2 separate regions of the Rattus norvegicus genome follow, and region 2 is linked to region 1. The links are chromatin contacts, called in public Hi-C maps. All regions are on one chromosome and are shown on one strand. Each heading gives the region's core, a stretch centred on a gene start, on an enhancer-like site or on the middle of the called end of the contact. The rest is flanking DNA. Distances are from core to core; before and after follow the strand shown. Region 1 has its middle 20 kb from the start of Lyzl1. Region 2 holds the start of Bambi (BMP and activin membrane-bound inhibitor).

Region 1 (7,406 bases), core at 885-3,384:
CTGGGGGCTAGAGAAAGAATTCTTTCATTAGCCCGTTACGGAAGGCTTTCTTCTGACCGTCAGGCTCCCCACTGCTGACACACCGTATACCAGGCTGTGGCATTGTTTCATCTCTTCCCCACCTTACAAGTTAGTCTCTGATTATGATGGAAATCTATATTTGTCGTGGATCGTGAAGAAAAATACCTTCCCAAACTACAAGGTGAAGTCTCATCGTTTAATAGCTACAATTAATATTTTGTTGGTTTTCCTCCTACTTTATCTACCCCACATATTTTATGTTGTAGTCTTCTCCTTTCTGCTTACTATACCACAAGAGTCCTGCCACAGAAATGTCTTCCAAAATAGTCACTTGGAAGAGCCCCAGACTCCCCACAATTCCCCATCGTTCATTTGTTCTTTCCTCTGCCGTTGTAACTTTGAATTAACGAACAGCATTTTCAGACCTTGGACTCTAGGCCAAATCCTGCAAAATATCCGTTTTCCTCATTGTTTACTCTGCTCCAAACTTCATCCAAAGTCTTCAATGTATTTTACAGTCTCTGTCATCCCATGGCTTTAGAGAGTATCAAGAGCTTCTTTGGGGTGAGTGTGAAGAAGGTTAGAAGGATAATGTTGATCACAGTCTCAATTAGAATCTGTTGTTTGTCATTAGTTGGTGCCATAATGGGGGAAAAAAATTACAGTTTCACTGTCTCTGGTCATAGATTAAAGCCAGTACCAAACAGGGCAAAGAACTCTGTAGAACGTGCCCAAGCCAGCTGCATTACTAGCTGTGTGCAGACAAGGTACCACGTGCCTGCACCTTTCTTGTCCTGTGGGAGTGCTGAGTGACATACAGAGTATGAAAAATGGGGGGACCGCACATTAGCTGAAGCACATGGTACAACACAGACCTGAATCATGGCTATTGCTGCGTCCCAACCAACTGGCTTTCCCTTCTCCAGTGTGTTCTAGCAGGGGGCATCTCTCATAGGCTTTGCAAACACTTCTCAGGTACAACCATATTCTTCATGAGATAAGGAATGACTGACTCGCTTCGGAGTAAAAGGAGTAAATCCTGACAGAAAGAGAACCATATGAAACTGTGGCTGGCTTTATTTAAAGACCTCTCTGTAACTGCAATTTCCAAGCTATGGAGAATAAACAAATAAATAAAACCAACTCTGCGTCTAGATTTTCCTGCCGCTTGCTACCACGTCGACACCGGCAGAGCAATCGTTAGTAGGGAAGAAAAATCTAAATCTATAGTTACCTTGAAAAGCATTCATGCAAAAATAAAGGTCAGATTCAGAAGTAATCTGACTTCTGCCTTGCCTTTCAAAACAGTATCCTGTTACGGGCTAAAGCAAACAGAGCAGTTTGGAGCTGACAGGCTGTGCAAAAGGGCAGATTGGAAAAGATTAAATATTTGTGCAAAAAAAAAAAAACCCCATGCCCCCCTTCACAACGGGTTGCCTCAGTCTGGAATAAAAGGGAAGGAAAGCAGGGCCTGGGGGTGGGGTGGGCTAGAAGAGAGCCTTATCTTTGCAGGGGAAGACTGGGCTAGGGACGGAGAATGTGGAGTGAAAACATCAGAGGGGTATGGGGCTTCTTTCCTGCCAGTACAGGGCTGGGCTCCAATCCTGAGCTCCCAGGCTGCACTTTTGACCTCTTGGGGAAGCCACATATGGAATAAAGATAAGTAGCTGCTTTGAAATTGCCAGGCTGGGATGGCTGAGAAAGAGGCACAGCTTCATACCACTGTCACCCCTCAGCACCAGCACATTAATTTGCAGGAGCTGGGGTGTGGAGAGGAGGGGAATGGAGGCAGGCAAGGAGAGGTGCCTGAATTAAGGTCAGAGAACAAGGTGCTGTGCACATCAGTTCCCTGAAGCAAGGCCTGCCGCCGGTGGGCACCAAACAAACCCTTGAAAAAAGGGAGATTCGGGGAGATTGCTAACAATTGCCATTTTCAACTCAAAACTAGTTTTTGCCCCAGAGACATTTCAGTGGCTGCCAGAAGCTTAAAACTTAAAAGTGGGGAGGGGGAGGGTAAAATGAAGTGAGGAAGAATGCTCTCACAGTACAGCCCTGTGCTGAGCTGGAGAGGAGGTGGTGAGAGTGTTGGGTGATAGGATTTTCCTGCAGACTTGGAGCTCCTCTAGGTGGCTGAAAGACTATCAGGGTGCTTCACAGCCCTCTCCCCTGGGGATACCACCCAGTTTACCCACATTTGAAGGGAATAGGAGAAGAGCCAAGACACAAAGTCCCTTGGGCTATTTGGGGCAGTGTTAGAGCTGTAGTTGGCCAGCTTTCCTCCTGACAGTTCCTGGGACACTCCGCAAAGATGCTGACAACTAACCAGCCTAGTTCATTGGGAAATTAGGCTTCCTAGGGAGTAGGACTCTGAGGTGTAAAATTTTCCTCAGTTCTCCAGTCAATTCACTGTGTGTGTGTGTGTGTGTGTGTGTGTGTGTGTGTGTGTGTGTGTGTGTGAATATGTGTTATGTGAGTGTGAATGTGTGTGTATGTGAGTGTGAGTGTGTGTATGTGAGTGTGAGTGTGTGTATGTAGTGTGTGTGAGTGTGTGTGAGTGTGTGTGAATGTGTGTTATGTGAGTGTGAGTGTGTATGTGTGTGTGAGTGTATGTATGTAGTGTGTGTGTGAGTGTGTGTGTGAGTGTGTGAGTGTGTGTGAGTGTGTGTGTGTGAGAGAGAGTGTATGTGTGTGTATTTGAATGTGTATGTGTGAGTGTGTGTGAGTATGTGTGTATGTAAGTGTGTGTGTATGTGTGTGTATGTGTATGTGTGTGTGTGAGTGTGTGTGTTTGTAGTGTGTGTGTGAGAGAGAGTGTATGTGTGTATTTGAATGTGTATGTGTGAGTGTGTGTATGTGAGTATGTGTGTATGTAAGTGTGTGTATATGTGTGTATGTGTATGTGTGTGTGAGTGTGTGTGTTTGTAGTGTGTGTGAGTGTGTGTGTGTGTGTGAGAGAGTGTATGTGTGTGTATTTGAATGTGTATGTGTGAGTGTGTATGTGAGTATGTGTGTATGTAAGTGTGTGTGTATGTGTGTGTGTGTGACTGTGTATGTAGTGTGTGTGAGTGTGTGTGTGAGAGAGTGTATGTGTGTATTTGAATGTGTATGTGAGTATGTGTGTATGTAAGTGTGTGTGTGTGTGTGTGTGTGTGTGTGTGTGTGTGTCTATATGAATGTGTCCATGTAAGTGCACACAAGTATGTACAGGCCAGAGGTTGGTGCTGGTCATTTTCAACCACTCTTCATATTATTTTTTGAGATGATATTCCTCTAGGCTCTGCCCAACACCTACCTAGTAACGCTTGCATCTCCTAAGATCAGATACAAGCCAGGAACCAGGCATATAAGAAGACCCCCCCATTGCCACATTTTCTCTCTCTCCATAGAAGAGATTCTCTAGGAGTATTCTCTCTTTTCCTCATGTGTCCCCAGAGGACATCATCATCTCTCTTTTCTCTGTCTTTCTGTCCTCTTCTGTCCCTTCTGTCTTTACCTCTTCCCTTTTCCAGGTCCCCTTCACTTCCCCCAGTAAACTTCCTTTTGTCCTAGGCCTATAGCATGGTGGTAATTCCTCAGGGAACACCTTGGCCCGGTGTATTCCTCATTAACCTTGAACTCCCCAGATATCCAGACTAGCTGGCCAACAGCACCCCATCTCCCTTTTTCTGCATCATGCTACCTCATTCTACTGTCGGTTTCCTGCCATCCCGGAGCTGGCAATCCAGGCAGATAGCCTCAAACCAGATTTTTTTTTAATTAATATTGCTGCTTGGGATCAGTTCTGGTCTTCATAAAACTTCCTTCTGGGGACAGACTTTCTTTGCATCTTGTCACTCAAAGAAGTACGTCAACTGCACTCCTCTTGTATCCCAGCCTCTATCCCAAGTCATTCCCTCCAGTTACCCCCCACCCCCCAACACACACACACACACACACACACACACACACACACACAAGTCTAGGGATGAACCTGGTCAACAAGGCAGAGAAGGATGTAAAGAAATAGGTGTGTCACCTACTGTCAGTCAGTGGGTAATTCCCTGCCCAGAGGCATAGGAGAGGGAAATGTGGCCAATTCTGCTGCCCTGGAGTCCCTCAGCAGGCATCACGCACACCCACACTTCTGAGGTCCATGGGCTCAGGGAAAGTGCAAGTACAGTTAACACACATGGTAATTATGACTCTTAATTTGAATATGAGAGATCTCCGGTTCATTTATAAATGGTGGAATCACCAGGTATTAAAAACCAGTTCCGTGAATGGAGAGACAGCTGCTGGCTAAGAGCATTTTCTGCCTTTACTGAGAATCCAGAGTCAATTCCCAGCATTCATGTGATGCTTCATGAGCATCTGTAACATTGAATTCTAAGAGATAAGGTACCCTCTTCTGACTTCCTCCTGGTGCACTCACACACACACACACACACACACACACACACACACACACACACGTGTGTGTGTGTGAAAATCTCCAGCTTACAGTTTTCCTAAATTCGGGCATTTGAGACAGCAGTGAACAGTGAGCTGAAGAAAGTGCTTTTATCCCTGAAACACGTTTAAAGAACGTGATTACTGCCTGCTTCTCTGTCTTCCTTCCAAGTATTTAATCGTCTCTCTTAGTAGTGAGGAAATAGGTAACGGAACCACCCTCCAAAGAAGAAATGCTCGGGCAGCAATGTGCACAAGAACGCCTAGACTTGTAAGTCACAAAATTAGCAGTGTCACTATTCCTGCAGACAGCCATGCTAGGGTCACCACACACTAGCAGTGGCCACCGTGCCTTTTAGAGTGGATAGAGACAGATTCTGTTCTTTAAGCAGCAAACACAGCCTTTTGGGCGACTCATCTTTCTAACATCGTAACAAAGTATCAAAGTATCTGAGACATTCATTTTATAAAGAGGAAAGTTTTACTTGATGCTCCTGTAGTTAGCTATAGAGCTGCGGTTCTGAACCTGTGGGCTGTGTGCCAACCCATGGAGGAAAGGTCATAAGGGTCACATATCAGATATCCTGCATGTCATATATTTACATTAAAATCCAATAGAGCAGCAAATTAATTATGAAGTACAGTTATGAAGAACAAAAATAATGTTATGGTTTGGGGGGTCACCACAACATGAGGAACTGTATAAGAGTGGTCGCAGCATTAGGAAGGTTGAGAACCGCTGATCTATAGGGTCACACAGAGGCTTGGTTATCAGCCTGTGGCACTTTGAGGAAGTGATATGACTTTCAGGAGAAAGGGCTAACGGGAGGAAGTTACAAACCTGGAAGGAAGTCACATCTCCAGGAGGAAACTAAATCACTGGGAGGAAGTTATATCATTGTGGGTATGCCCTCTGTAGGAATATTTGGACACTGGCCTCTTCCTGACCCCTTCCTTTCTTCCTGCTCAACAGGAGGCAAACAGGACTCCTCCATATGTGGTCATCTGTGGCGTACTTCATACCACAGCTCCCAAAGCAATGATACCAAAGGATACCTGAGGCCTCTGTGGGCCTTTCCTCCTTGCATGTACACCTGAGGCCAGGGACTCAGAGCTTTGCAGAGTTCAGTCCATGACAGGCTGTCCCCTTAACTTTGGAACCTTGGTGTTCTGTGCACATGCAAGAGAGCCTAGTATTGCTCCCTGTCCAAACTCTCCAGGTTCTGGCTGACTTCTGAGGACTGAAGAGCTTCAGTCCCACACTGTACTCTGGGATCCACTTGATTTATTATGAAACATCACCTATTTCTTGCTACTGTTGTCATCAGCAGAAAATGTATCCCTTCCTCCCCCCTCAACACAAAAGAAGACTCAACCCCTTCCCCCAACCCCATGAGGACTTTGGGACCTCCGTGGGAGGTTTAGACTTCTGCCTCACAAACAACTTGGGTATGCTCAATCACTCCATCCCAAAGGCCCTCCTCAAGCCAGCTTTCCTCATGTAGCGTTTCTCTCGATGAACAGCCCGCCCTTTTGGTTTTTTCTTAATCATCTTGGTGGTTCACAGTTGTACCTTCTTTTTAAGAAGCTGGATAAAAAGCTGGATGTCATGGTGTGCTTGTGGGTGAGAGTAGGAGGTTTAGAGTTCAAAGACAGCATTGTCAGGTACACAGGAAATTCGAGGCCTGGGCTATATTTATTTCTATCTATCTATCTATCTATCTATCTATCTCTGTCTCTGTCTCTCTTTGTCTGTCTCTGTCTCTGTCTCTCTGTCTGTCTCTCTCTCTCCCCACCCTCCCTCCCTCTCTCATACACACACAAAAAAATGAGTAAAGTTGCAGCTAATGACAAAACAAATTTCTCATCCAGTTTTATAATAAACTTATAACCCAGCCTTTACACCCTGAGGCCCTATATTCTTCCATTCAACCAGTCAGATGGAAAGATATTTGGGGAAAAATGTACCTCTACTGAGCACATTCAGAACTTTAAGTTTTTATTGTTTTCCAAACTCTGTTATAACCCAGCAGACTTGGCCCGGTCCTTACACTGTAGTGGACACTGCAAGATGTGCAAACTGACTTACAGCAGATAGAACAAGTGCAAGTTGCATGTGAATCCTGTGTCTCCATGATTTGCCCATCTTAGTAAGCTATTTCTATGCAGCATTTAATGCACTAAACTAAAGCAAAAAATTACACAAGGAACAAAATCTCAAAGTCACCATCTCTATGCTATTTATTTCTTATGCCTGAGGTTTTAGAGTGGGTCTGCATGGTGCTGGGAGTGACCTTTGCTTTATTTCAAGATTCGGATATTTTGTTCATTATAGGCTTTCTTGAATTAAAGTGTGTGTGTGTGTGTGTGTGTGTGTGTGTGTGTGTGTGTGTGTGTGTGTGTGTGAAGGTAGTGATTTCAAATGCCGTTATCTTTCTTTTTCAGTTTACAGAACCTACTTAAGTGGATACTGAAACCTGAACCTCATGTGAGCCCTAGTAACATAACCAAGGTGGAGAGTAAGCATGTTAGAGATCTTTCTGAGCAATTTGTTGAGGAAAGGGAGGTGAGGGAGGGGAAGGAAACAGGGAAGGGAGAAAGAAGGGGGGATGAAAGAGGGGCGAAGAGAGGGTCTTACTGAGAAACAGAAGATGGTCATGGTGGGCCACTTAGGAGTCTGAGCAAAGTTCAGGTCACAAGTGTGTACAGCGCACAGCACACAGGAGAAGAGGGAGAGCCATCTAGGGACACAACGCTGTGCGACCTCAGCCTCAGCTGCAGACTAAGAACTTGTCAGACCAGTGATTCTTACCCCAGCTGTTCAGGACAGTCACGTAGGAAGCTTTTTTAAAAAGGCCATTTCGGGGCTACAGTTGTAGTTCAGTAGGACAGCACTTGCCTAAGCATATCTGAGGTCATCTGTTCAGCACTGCCAGAAACAAAACCTAAATAACTCA
Region 2 (7,289 bases), core at 4,052-6,551, 600 kb before region 1:
GTTCAGATGACTAAACATCATTTTGAGCAAACGCTTTGTTTCTAGGAAAATACCATTTACTATTTCCATAGGCTTTTGCAGATAACACAAACACACACTAGCATCTGAATCTGAACTACTGAGACTCTCAGGGCAGGGAGGCTGTCTACCACTGCCGTCTTCCTCATTTAATTTGAGAGGATCCTGAGTTACAGAGAAGGGCATTCGTTTTGTACCTACCTCACACCACTCTTAGTCATGGAGCCTGTCATTCATATGTTTCCTACTCTCGACTTACTTCATTTACAAAGTTATATCTATTCACTTCAAAATTGAGTTGCCAACAGTAATTCATTCAAAATAAAATTTATGCAAACCTACAGTGTGGAAGCATCCATAGGAATAGAAAGGATGATGGTAATGTGTGTGTGGGCACAGATGTGTATATGTGTGCCACTGTGTATATGCGTGTCTCTGTGTGTGTGTGTGTGTGTGTGTGTGTGTGAGAGAGAGAGAGAGAGAGAGAGAGAGAGAGAGAGAGAGAGAGAACACAAGCATGTAGTGGGAGTCCCTAAGCATTGAACTCAGGGCCTTTGTATAAGGCAAGTGTTCTCCCGATGAGCTGAGTCTCAATAAGAAATGTTTGCTTGCTGTGAAGGGCTTTAATAATCTCTTGAAGGAGCCAATGGAAAAGGAAGTTGGGTACCCGTGTAGACATCTTTAGAGAACTCTCCTATATTCATGAGAGTTTATGAGATTTGGCTTATTAAGTCTACTATTAGGAACTCAAAGTGAATTGTTAGCAGCCAGAAAACTATACAATCAGAGGGAGCACTGCCATGGCTAGATGGAGTGAAGAAGCTGAATGCAGGAAAAGTGGTTAAGTGAGTCTCTCACAGGACACAAAATGAAATTCCACAGAGAAGCAGTTCCCCTTAAACATCTTAAATTGAATTAAAATTGTTGTCTGTTCTCTTGACTATTGATATGAGTTTATAATTGACATATTGCCCTAACCCGATTTTGACTTCCCACATTGATTCAAATACTCTCATTCACTTAGTTGAAAAGGCCATTAAAGTACAAGCTTGTTTCTCTTTTTTTTGGTTCTTTTTTTCGGAGCTGGGGACCGAACCCAGGGCCTTGCGCTTCCTAGGCAAGCGCTCTACCACTGAGCTAAATCCCCAACCCCGCTTGTTTCTCTTAAAACGAAGTTTTAGCCACTTAAGAAGTTTGACCAAGCAATAAGAGTTGAAATCGGAGGAATGAATCTTAAGCTCTTGCTCTGAATTGTGTTTGAACTAATATATAAATATAAACCTCGAAATGTAGATTAACAAATATGTAATAGTAAAAGACATTAATTTGATAAATACAAGTGTTTCGGAGGGGTTCTTTGATTTGCTGTTGAAAGAACTATAAATTAGAGAGAGTTTTATGGATTGGGGATGTCACTCAGTGGAAGGGCACTTGTCCTGCATGAGCAAAGCCCTGGATTTGATCTCTATATCACAGAAATCACAAGATGGGATAAATGTTGTTTAAAACAGGCTATGGTGTTGCATGCCTAGCACTTTAGAAGGTGGGAGGAGAGAAGATTATAGCTCAAGCCAGCCTCCGGGATACAGCGCTGCCATACTTTACAAAAGGAAAAAAGTGAGAAGCAGAATAGGGAGATTGAAAAATTTACTGAGATTCTTGAGTTTTTCAAGCCTGGCAAGTCATGATGTCTAAACTGAGGAATTGGACGTAAGAGGATCATGAATTCAAGGTTATCCTTGACTGCATGGGAAGATCAGGGCCAGCCTGGGCTCCATGAGTCCCTGTTTCAACAACAAGATTCCTGAGTTAAGATTAATGTAAAAAAAGTGAAGACAGGTTTAGTGCTTAGTAAAGATGCTTCAGTGGGAAAAGTGCTTGCCACGGAAGGAGAACCCATGTTCCACACCCACAGAAAAGCCAGGTGTGGTAGTGAGCATGTCATCAAAGTAAAGAACCAGAAATCTTTCTCCTTCTGCTTCCTATGCTCCCAACTCCTCAGGAGATCGGAGGCCCTCCCAGAAGCTTACAGAACAACCATCAGTGAATAACAAGGGAGACCATACCTCAAACATGATGAAAGGCAGAAATTAACCTGAAGTTGTCCCCTAGCATGTGCGTACCTGTGGGAGACCCACTGGGATTTACATCTTTGCTCAGGGACACATTTCATCATTGGCTGTTTCTGTGCAGGTGGACGGACTCCAGCTCTCCCCTCATCCTTGCGTTTGCACGGCTCCCTTGAAATGGCCTCCAGACCTTGTCCTGCATCTCTGTCCAAAGCAAGACCCTAATCAGTTCACTGTGAGGTATGTGACTAGCCATGCAAGAGCGCATTCTCCTGGCCTGGCTTCTGCTGCGGCTTCCAGTGTGAAAAGGGATATTAACTGAGACAAACTGGGAACACAGGGAGGGTGTGTTTCAACCTGGTGTTCACCGGAACACCCTCTTCTATCTTCTTAGTTAATGAAGTATGAGTCTTCATCAAAGGTAAATAGCGTGAGTCCTTGGTAGGCTTGGGTTTGTCCCTTGCTCCATATTTTATGTTTCAGCCACAAAGAATTACCTGCCATCCCTTCTTTACCACCCCTGTCTTCCCCCACAATTAACTCAACTCAGCCCTAAATTGCTGTGATTCTCTGTGTTTGAAGTGGCCTTCCTCCCAATGGTCTTTACTCAAAGGAGATAACTGCAATACCACTGCTTCGAGGAGACCATCCCTGGACATCTTCGCCCTGTTGAGCTTCATCATGACATCATGCACCCAATTCCATGTCACCTTCTGACGTTTTTGTGACACATTGCTAATATCCAAATCTTTATGATTCTAGTTTCAGTGAGGTCTACTAGTGGGCACTCCGAATTGGTTGAATGAGAATGCTCTGAAAGATGCCTTTTAGCTGATTGACTCTCCAAGGTTAAAAGACTGTGTCATTATCTGAAAATATGGTCCTGGGGGCTCTTGGATGAACTCCCCAACGTTCAAGAATACTGATGATACACTCTTCCTGTGGGCTGTCAACAGTCTCTGCAAAAAAGCCTGCTGCTTACTGGGAGCCCTTATCTGCTTGGTTTTCTCCTAAAACATCACCTGAACTTGCTCTACCTGAGTGTGTGTGTGTGTGTGTGTGTGTGTGTGTGTGTGTGTGTGTGTAGACACGGTCTTGATTTAGGGTAAAGGTTGGCCTTAAAGTTGCAATTCTCCTGTCTTCACCTTCCAAACTGTGGTTTTAGGGTATACTCCACAGTTTACTTTCCTTTTATTTAAACTTGTAAAATTCAGTCTTATGGTTTGAGTCAGGGTCCAGTTTGTAGCCCAAGCTGATATGGAACCCACGTACAGAGCCAGTGGCTGGCCTCCACCTCTTGCCAATTCTCCAGCCTAAGCCACCTTAGAGCTTCCCAACTGCTAGGATTACAAGTGTGAACTTCTCTCCCTCCTTTTAAACTGTAGTTTTGATCTCGCAAAGTAATAGAGTATAAGATTATGAGATTATTTACTTTTTTACACAAAAAGTGTTCAAAGGTAGCTTCATTAACTTTCTGTGTCTCTGAAGACTTCCAACAAGTTTGCTCTGCTAGGTGTTCAGAAGGTTCCTCTTAGATTTTCAATCTGTACGACCTTTTCCCCCTAAGTTTTTGTTTTGCTGGGCTGGGAAGTAACCCAGAGCCTCAAGTGCTAGGGCATTGACTCTGAGCTAGGACCCTGCCTCCCAGCTTTTTACTCTTCACATCTGCCTTCCCATTCTAAATGACCTGACTTTTATGCTCTCTTCGTTTTAAATGTTAGCTGACCCTAAAAGTGAATTTTGCAGATGGTTTGCTTTTGTTTGGGGGAGGGGAAGTAAAAGACCATTCCCTCTGATAATAAAACCCTTAAGCCCATTTCCCCCCTTAGACAACCAAACAGCATCCCCTCTCCATCTGAGGTTCCTTAGGGCAGGCTGCCCCACAAACCCTAATAAATGACTTGGTATCTCAGGAAAGAGATCGCTGTGGGGCTGATATTGATCAGGTCAGCGGGTGTGTTTGCCTGCGATTGTTTGGGGGGTGGTTAATTGAGTCTCGGCCAGTGTCGTCTAGCTGGCGCCGGGTGCTTTTGGATTTGCTAATTTTCGTTAAGTGTCTCTAGCAGGCTCCCGGTCCCCAGTCTACCCAGGAGAACCCAGCGGCTCCTACTGATCAACAGTCTGTCTGTCTGGGCTTTATTGATCACAAGGCGGCCGGCTCTGGGCGGATGTGCCCGGGGGAGTCAGGGAGCCGGCAGAGAGCCTACTCCAGCTCTGGGCCGCCCCTTCCTGGCTCTGTGCACCCTACTCCTTCTCGGCCACGGGCCGGCAGGCGGGCGGGCGGGCGGGGCCCAAGGACATTGTTCCGTGGAGGTGGGGGGAAGTGTGAGTGTCCCAGACTTGCCACTGTCCCTGGTGGTTTCTGGGTCCGGCAACCGAAGCATGGCCAATGTCCCTCTGGGGCTCTGTGGCCGGGGCATGATCACTGATCGTGGAGGTTCCGCGTCCTGGTGGCCCGAGCATGGGAGGCGGGGATCCGGGTCTCGGAGGCCTGGATATGATCACTGTCCTTGGGGGAGCTCAGGGGCTAGGCAGCCCTGCATAGCTACTCTCTCTAGGGGACTCTGGGACATGACCACTGAGAGTGTGGCGTCCCTTGCAGGTTTCAGGTGGGACAAAAGCGAAGCCACGTGCTGAAGGCCGCTAGCCGGAGACTGAGCAGTGAGGGTCTCACAGCAAACCCAGAATCTACCTAGAAGCTGGGCTCCGCAGCGCCTCTGAGGCTGCATGCGCAGGCGTCCGCTGGGGGGAGCGCTGCGGCCGAGTCCACAGGGCTACACGTCGGCGCCAGCGCGAGCCCGGAGGCTAGTCGGCCGGGGCCGGCGTCTGGCCCGCCCCTGCTGCTGGGCCGCCAGGCAAGAGGCGTCAGCCAATCGGAGAGTGGAGGCGGGGCATAGGGCGGGGCCGCGCTTGGTCGGCTCAGGGCGCCGGGCGCTATTTACGGCAGAGACGCTGGCTGCCTGGCGGCTGGGTGCTCCCTCTTCTCGCCGCGGATACGTCTAACTCCGGTCCGCCGTTCGTGGCTTGTGCGCGGGGTGGCGGGGCGAGGGGACGACCGGCCGGAAGAGCGCGGAGCCACAAACGTGTCCTCAGTAGTTTTAGTCCTGCTCCATGCTCGGGCCCCCGCCCCGACACTGACGGCGCCCGGGCTTATGCGCGGCGCGCCCCGGGAGTCGTAGTGCAGCCGCGCCTGGCTCCCGGAGCGACGGGGGCGCGGGGCGTCAATGGATCGCCACTCCAGCTACATCTTCATCTGGCTGCAGTTGGAGCTCTGCGCCATGGCTGTGCTGCTCACCAAAGGTGAGTGCCGTGGAACTGAGTGCCCGGACTTGGGGTTGGGGGGGTGTCGGCCGTCGGGCTTGGTGAGCGGCGGTAAGGTTCCCGCCTTTGCGGTGGTCGATTCCACGGCCCGGGACATCCAGACCTTGGGGCGGTTGGCCAATGGCGAACTCCTAAACTCAGGGTCGGGAGATGACCAGACTCCGTTGGGCTCACATACCCCGACGGGACTCCCGGTCCTGAGAAAACGCAGATCCCAACTGGGCTGGGCAGGCATCTCTGTTGGTTGCCACTAAGTTTCTCCTTGTGTTTTGGATGTCTGCGTGTGTGTCTACTGTGTCCTTAAGTTTGCGGGTGTCTGTTTTTGAGCTGAGGCTTGTCGGTGTTCTTGACTTTCGTGCTTCTGAATTTCTGCCTTGTGTCCGTTTCTGAGTGCTAGTGCCGCGAGTTTCTTCGCGTGTCTGAATGTCTTGGAGAATGCGTGTCAACCGACCAATGAGTGAGACTTCTTTGGGAATGTGGGAGTCTGAGGTGCCTGTTGAAGGGTGTCCTCTTGCTTTAGAGGGGTTGGGAAGAATAGGCGCTGTCATCCATCCCCTTTCCCGCTCCATATTTTTACAGACGCTGCTGGAAAAAAAAGGAGAAAAAAAGTTTCTCCCCCTCAGCGGCGCTCACCTTTTAACGGGAATTTTCTTAACTTCCAATTTCTCCCCTCACCCCCGACTAGTTCTTTCCCTTCATTCTGCCTCCTGTTCTACAAACCCATTTAAAAAAAAAAAAAAAGGAAGCATTATTTAGTCTCTGACCCTCACCCCCAAACACACTTTTCTCTAATTGCCGTGTAGCAAGCCTGAGGTTAAAGGATAAGCCAGCCCAGCAAAGATGAGGTGCTACAGTATTTATTTATTTTGGAAGGAAGGGTGTAATTAGCCCTAAATAACAGCCCTTGCAGCCTGCAGAGGGGAGCCTCCTGGCCCTATCAAAGGCAGGCAGAACAGGGAGGCACTGGGGCTGCATGAAGTCACAGATACCGAAACTATGTGCCTGATAATGATATAATTAGGGGATCAGAGATTTCTGACTGCTGCGGACTTCAAAAGCTTTATTTAAAAGAAGCCAGCAGCCTCTGCTGTAGCCATCTTGACTGGAGCAGACATTTTTGTTTAATCACCACATACAGTAACTAGAAAGGGGCAAACAGAAGAGCATTGTTCACTGTTTTAAAATACCAGTCCCCTTTTGGCCTTTGCATGCCACAGGAAGAAACCTTATGAAATGACAGAAATATAGTTTTAATACAGTAATACAAAAGTCCATTCTCCTTGTTGAAATGTGGCTCCAATTTTTCTTTAAAGTCTTAGAACTTTCTCGGTTACCTGTCAAATTTTTATTAAGACTGCTTTAGGTCATTGGAAATGTAGTATTTTAAATAGGCGCTCATAAACACTGAAGCAGCAGCGTTTTACTTTTGTTAGTTTTCCCTTTCTGTACGAAATTCGAGGCTAATAGGCTCAAAGCAGACTTTTTAATCTGTTTTATTTCTACTTCAAATCTGTTTAGAATTTGTCAGGCCAGGGATATGTAGTCATTATCACCTAAGACTGGTGAACTTTTATGCAAAGAATACATGAACTGGGAAGGGGGAGAAAACAGAAAGGAATTGCTGTAGACCTTCCTCTGTAGCAGAGGAAGCAGAAGGGACCTGGACCGGTAACCGGTATAGCAAGGTTTGAGCTGGCTGGCTTTTCTTCCGACTGAAGTGTGAGCGGCCTGGATGAAACCGAGCACACCATGTGGTGTCCTGGAATTTGGACAGATAATTAAATGAGACACCTTACTCAGACATTCACAGAAAGGAGGAGGAAAAGGAGTGGAGTTGGGAGGTTTGGAAAAGCCAAGGCTCTCTGTGTTGAGTGTCAGAGT

Evidence for each region. A called contact is a pair of places that touch in the nucleus more often than the background predicts.
Region 2: a contact with region 1 is called in a Hi-C map of liver, with 3 times the contacts expected there. The contact joins the promoter of Bambi here to the enhancer-like site in region 1. A contact is called at or near these places in 10 of 12 Hi-C or Micro-C datasets (the A7r5 cell line, the Rat2 cell line, Schwann cells and 6 more) and 1 of 1 datasets of contacts at active chromatin or transcription factors (oligodendrocytes).

Annotation. Positions count from the first base shown.
Region 1 is chr17:58,215,814-58,223,219 of GRCr8, reverse strand. No RefSeq gene overlaps it. Among named protein-coding and RNA genes, the nearest start is that of Lyzl1, 20 kb to the left of the region's middle. Within about 2 kb of position 2,134, at least 2 of the 93 cell types and tissues checked have an H3K27ac peak or open chromatin away from gene starts, as enhancers often do. A contact at or near this core is called in hepatocytes and liver, where this site is marked.
Region 2 is chr17:58,819,015-58,826,303 of GRCr8, reverse strand. Bambi (BMP and activin membrane-bound inhibitor) reads left to right here and starts at 5,301. Exons shown (of 3, transcript NM_139082.3): 1 at 5,301-5,387. The coding sequence starts at 5,312.